Linked DNA regions of Gossypium hirsutum: region 1 is linked to region 2. The links are chromatin contacts, called in public Hi-C maps. All regions are on one chromosome and are shown on one strand. Each heading gives the region's core, a stretch centred on a gene start, on an enhancer-like site or on the middle of the called end of the contact. The rest is flanking DNA. Distances are from core to core; before and after follow the strand shown.

Evidence for each region. Hi-C and Micro-C count contacts between places; a contact is called where the count stands out from the background.
Region 1: a Hi-C map of leaf shows a contact between it and region 2, with 2.6 times the contacts expected there. The contact joins two enhancer-like sites. A contact is called at or near these places in 3 of 34 Hi-C or Micro-C datasets (leaf and seedling).

The regions. Positions count from the first base shown.
Region 1 is chrD11:28,057,539-28,060,723 of Gossypium_hirsutum_v2.1, reverse strand. No RefSeq gene overlaps it. Among protein-coding and RNA genes, the nearest start is that of LOC107913276, 8.3 kb to the right of the region's middle. Within about 2 kb of position 1,728, at least 1 of the 9 cell types and tissues checked has an H3K27ac peak or open chromatin away from gene starts, as enhancers often do. A contact at or near this core is called in leaf, where this site is marked.
Region 2 is chrD11:27,710,358-27,713,644 of Gossypium_hirsutum_v2.1, reverse strand. No RefSeq gene overlaps it. Among protein-coding and RNA genes, the nearest start is that of LOC107913272, 36 kb to the right of the region's middle. Within about 2 kb of position 1,969, at least 2 of the 9 cell types and tissues checked have an H3K27ac peak or open chromatin away from gene starts, as enhancers often do. A contact at or near this core is called in leaf, where this site is marked.

The DNA of each region.
Region 1 (3,185 bases), core at 479-2,978, 350 kb before region 2:
GAAATGAATAGTGACTGAGGGGTGGTGCCTGAGAAAGTGGCGGCACCACCCAAAATTCCCCACAGTCATGAAGCCATGATTAGGCCATAATTGGGTTTTTTTTTTAAAATATATTTTATTGGTGGAAAATATGGGTAAAAATCGGATTAAAATACAAGTTGGAGAGGTGGAGGGTATGTGTCAGGCGACACTCAAGCCCATGGTGAAAGGGTGTTGTCAGGCGACACTAGGCCCTATTTAAACGATGTTTTCTTGAACGGTTTAGCAGATAAGAAGAAAAGAGGAAAAAATATTTAAGAGAAAACAAAGAAGAATTCGTAAGGTTAGTACAATATAAATTCTATCTTATTTTACAGTAGATTTTTTTCCCAATAATTTATTTAGAAATTTAATTATTTTTCACTGATTTAGTATTGAAGGTAGATAATTAATTCTTCGTATGTGTTTATGTCGATAGAGTAGTTTTAACAACAACAGTTTGATGTATATTTGAATGTCACCAACAAATAGTAATGAGATTTAGTAGAAATGTGTCGGTTGATGATATGAAAGAAAGGAGCAGTGCAAAAATTATTAGACATTGTGGGAGGAGGATCTCGAAACTATTCTACAAATTCCCAATTTCGACAAATCACATCAAATTCATTGATAAGGAACTTATAGATGATGAAGATGTGGAGACAATGGTCGCATTTTATTGTAGGAATTAAAGTTGTCACACTGAACCAATTCAGTTGTTTGTTGAGTTAGCTGATGTGGAGCCAACTGAAGATTTCACTCCATTAAGTGAAGAACATAGAGTTCAAGATTCATGTAAAGAGGTTCCGAGAGCGTTTGTTGATAGGCAATCGGTTGTATGTAGGTTCGACATCGATCTTAATTCTCCATCTACATCTAAAAACCTTAACTTGGGTCCCCGTTTACAAATACATTCAGTGGTGATTGAGATCGATACGAATGGTGATGATGTATATGATAATAATGATCCTTCTGATAACAAGGTTGAAGATTATAGTGATTCGGATCTAGACGAGGTCCCGGATGATATTGACGATGAATGTACGAATGACGATAGAAATATTACACGTCTTTAGTCGAGAACCCGAGTTGAGGCATTGTCATATGCAATGATATGGGGGCCACATGTGAATTGTATATCCTGATACAGCGAATGCATTTGAATTCCTGAAGTACCCTCAATATACTACTTGCTCACCAATTGGCAGCAGATCCCGAACGTAAGGAGTTGTTCATAAGCCAAGGAAGATTGTGTATTTTCCATTAAGCGGTATAGCATAAAAGTGTCAATTGACTACAAAGTCACCATGTCTAAACAAACACTGTATATTAAGGAGTGTTGGAGGTCGACAGAAGGGTGCAATTGGTGGGTACAAGCTACATTTATCTAGAGGTCGCAAATGTGAGAGATCCGAAAATTTGTTCGGTCTCGAACATGCACTTTTACACATATGACACAAGATTACCGCAAAGTTTATGCCAAAACTATCTGCAATTGCATCATGTCAATGGTGAAGGACATGCCAACCATTCCTATTTTGGTACTGATTGCCAAAATGCAAGAACGATTCTAGTACCAAGTGTCATACCGAAAAACATAGATAGCTAAACAAATGATCGTGGAGCAATTGTATGGAGATTGAGATGCGTCATACAATGAACTAGAGGGGTGGATAGCCGCTATGCGATAGTATGTGCCAAGGACTATGTAACAACCCAACTCTGGCGGGTACAGGGTTTAATGTATAGTCCTAAGGTAATATAATTGGCGGAGTAGACTACGCCTAAGTGCCTCTTTCGATGAATGGGGCGGCGTATACAATTATGTAGTTAAGTTAATAAAAGTTCATTGTCAGGTGGCTGTATTAGTATGCAAGTTATAGGTATCTTTTAACATTTTTTAAAGTTTACATTATAGTATTATATATTACTATGGATTTATTTCTTTTATGTGTTATAAATTACATAATATATAAAAATAATATAATATAAGATATTAAAAATTAAAAAAACAAGTTGGGCTAGAACTTAGACCTTGAATTTTTAAACTTGAACTCGAACCAAATTTTAAACGAGTTTAATTATTTTATTCAAATCCTCCCAAATTTCATGTGAGTCTTCAATCGTAAACAAATAACTCAACTTAAAATCAAATCTAATGTTAACCAATAGTGTTATATTTATATAAAGAAAAGTAAAACCAATGCATTAGCTGGTTTTTTCTAAATTTAGTAAAGGTTATATCTTCAATCTAAAAACTTTTCGTAAATGAAAAGAAATAATCAGTTCATTTTTTTTATAAACATCACCTAAGCCAATATTATTAGGTGGTAAAAGTTAATTAATTTTCAGTGCGAAATGCATTCAGTTTTTCAAAAAAAAAAAAATAGTATCCGAAGTTTTGGAATAAAGCCATTTAAGAAGAGGGAAGGTTTTATAACTTTTATGCTTTTCTATTTTTTCTATTTTTAACTTTATAATTTTTTTAGAACGAAGATAAAATTAATAAACTACATAAATAGGGAGAGCTAAATTTATTTTTTTAGAATGAGACCGAAAAGAGAAAATATATAAATATTTAGAGCTAACTGTATTATTATGCTAATAAAAAATCACCTACATATTTTGTTGGTGATTAATGAATTCAATATTGATAATATTAACGATGAAATTTAAAATATTTTGGAGTTAGGATTGCACTATCAAGTTTATAATAGCCTTTATTTGTATAAAATGGTGGTTAAAGTTCTTTTCAAACACTTATTTGATACAAATTCAAATTATGTAACCCCCAACCGCATCCTTCTCTTAATATTATGTTTAAAAAAATCTAGTTTATGATACAAAATTAGGGATAAACAAAACTCTATTTGATTCGAAAAAAATCAAATTTTGAGTTATTCAAGTCAACTTGAATAAATAATTCGAGTTCTGAGTTCGAGTCAAGTTAAATTTTATAATTCGAATAACTCAAATAATTTAAATTACAGATAAATTTAAATACCCTTTTGGTCTCTGTCAATTTTAAAAATGAGTAAATTAATTTCTCTCAACAAAAATTATAAAAAAAATTCAAGACAATTTTCAAATTTCAAAATTATTTATAAAATTCAAAATATTTATAAAGTTTCCTAAAACTTATATTTTAAAAATTTTTAAAAATTCTA
Region 2 (3,287 bases), core at 720-3,219:
TTTGTGATCTCGAAACCACTATTCTAATTTCACTGAAAACGGGTTGTTACAGATCATTTGAAAGGTTTAGAGTTTATGCTTATTTAGGAAAGTGAAATGTTTATGGATTGGTTAGAAATTAAGGTTAAAGTACAAAAGTTATATATTAGAGATATGATCATAAATTGCACATATGTAAATTTTCTTACATTTCATTTTGAGAAAATAGAGAGTCGCCTTCTCTAAAATATTTATATGTTAATTTGAAAGATTAAAACCATAAGACTTGAATATTTCAAAATATCAATGGATTCATGTATGTTTTTTCATCTAATTTTTATTTATGATGATGTGACATGATAGATCCTGATTTATTAAATTTTAGATCAAAACTTCACGATACCAACAAGTAACATCCAAGCCTCGTCATATCGAGCTATTAAGAATATATATATTATCTTTTGGAATGCATGATTTGTTCTTAGATTTTATGAGTTTTATGTTATGATTTAATATTTCCATTATAAATATGATAAATCTTTTAGATTCATGATAAAATATATAAATTTTGATTATTTATGGATTCAATTTTTAAGGATTTAAATCAATATAATTGGAATGAACATTTGTTTGATTTCTTTCGTGTTTGTTCTTATTATAAATGAACAAATGATTTTTGAGATATGCACCGCGACTTCTTGCTTTAGTTATTTAAGTCGAAGATCATGGGGGTTGACTTAGATTCAGGTTAGTGCATCAATTTATCATAAAAGCTTATGGCTATATATATATATATATTGTCCATGCCAAAGGCAAGTCGGTCATTGACATTTTTGAGATATTATATAGGGACATTGTTCTCTTTATAGTGCTCATACAGGATTATATGTGCCACATTATATAATTTTGCTATGGAGTATATTATTTGTGAATCATACTCTGAGAATAGCTCTAAATTTGTCAATAGACTCAATCAGATTTGTTTTATCGTTACAATTATATTTTTTTTGTCCAATTAATTTTAGTTTATTGCTATATATATTTAATTTTTTTGGATGTTTTGATATAAATTTATGTGGATCATGATATATGTTTAAAAATTTTAATTTTAAGTTTGGTTTTATAAAATTTAGTTTTGAATTTTATTATAATTTTTTTTATGGCCGCTTGTTTAAGTGCTTAAAAAATTAATCAAAGGTTAAGGTTTTCGATTTTTAATTGTGCCTTTTAAAAAAATTATTTTGGGTTACTTTGAAACCTGTGGTGCAATTTAATTATGTGACATTAACATGAATGACATATCAACATCTAATGATACAATTTATGTCGCGTGTGATTTTCATCACACCTTTAAAGGTGAATAATGGCACAATGACCAATTTGTTATAAATTGATAATATTAGTGTCCAAATTGTCATAATTAAAATATTAGTGGCCAAAATATAAATTTAGATAAAAATAAGAAATAAATTATTTTTATAGTTTACCTATAAATATATGTGTCAAAATTAAAGCAAATTATTAAAATTTATATAATATGTATTACCTTGAAAACAGTTTTGACGGCAATGGCACACGAGATAATTGAGGAGTTATGGAATATTGTCAATTAGAATTTAACATTTTTTGGCATAATAAAATTATGCATACAACATAACAAAATAATTAAAACACAACACGATAACAAAATATACTCAATAGAATTATTCCAAAATTAAATGACAAATTTTAAATAAATTTAAAAATAAATTAATTCTACCAAAAATCCCATTAGAAAAATTTATAAACACAAACATCATACCCTAAACTTTATGTCAATCAACTTGAAAGTCAAGTAAATTTATGAATGAAGTAGTTTACAGCTACAAATCATAGTCGGTGAAAAATATAAAACGAAATTACAGTTTTTTACTGTTCATGAGTAGTATAGTAATGAGCATCTGAAATGAGCTTATTCAAAGTTTAAAACAGGCCTGGTAGTCGCAAAACATTTCCGGGCTTACTGTAAATGTGGGCTATCATATGCTTTAACTCTTATGGGCAGCGCTAAACCATGAACAATAATTTTGTGGCCCTACTCTCATCACACATTTTATTGTTTTTTCTTTTAATTTTATATATTTATTAAAAATTTTATGAGATATGACAATTTTAGATTCCCCGGGTTAGGTTGGTAAGATTATACAAGCTTTTTCTTTTATTTAAAACCTTCAACTTTACAAAAAAAAATCTATATATTTTAACTTTTTATTTAAAATTTTCGTATGTTTTAACCCTTAAATTAATATTATTTATCAAATAATCTCAAAATTGATAGAAAAATTCATGTTTGTTAATTTTATTGATGTGACATATATATAGATTGCAACATGTATACCACGTAAGCAATTAATTAATTTTTAAGAATAAAAAATATTTTTTATATTGTTTATACTTTTCAATATTTTAATTTTTTTAAATTTTAAAAAATTAATTAATTGTTGACGTGGCATCCACATGACAATCGACGTGGGCACATCAGCAAAGTTAATAAATGTTAACTTTTTCATCCATTTTGAGTGATTTGACAAACAACGTAAGTTTAAGGATTAAAAAAGTGAAAAATTAAATGGAGGATTATAATGATTTTTTTTTGTAAAGTTGGAGGCCCAAATATACCTTTTAAAAAAATTAATAAAAAAAGTTATGAATGTTAAAGATGTGAATTCTTACCACCTTATCTATAAAAACTTTTTTTACCACTTCAATTAAATTTTTTTTTAATATTGTTATACATTTCAATTTTATTAAACAAATTGTTTCACCTAAGTTATTTGTACTTAAATATTTATATAATTATTTAAACTCTTGACTGAATTGGTGTCATTAATCAGCTGGACACCAACTCATTAAAGGAATTTACAAAAATACCTTTATATATTTGAAAAAAATTATATTAATATAAAAATATTTTTTTTCTTTTTATATTTTAAATATGAAATTTTCACACTAAAAATGCTAATAATAAAAAATAAATCTTTAACTTGATTCATCAAGTTTAAAACTGTATCACTGATGTACCAAAAATGAAATTTTTAATGAGTTAAATAAAGGAAGGATAGAGCGAAAAGATATAGATTTCTATTCCAAAGCATGATGATGTGTACGTAACAGGTTTGTAAGTATTTTTGTGTAATTAACATCATTTGATAGATTTTTGAAGGCCTTCAATAAGATTTTTATATTATTCCTAAATTATTTATAATTTTAAAATTATTAAATCGAATAATAATAATATATTTTAAGAATAATCTTATATAATTTCATTA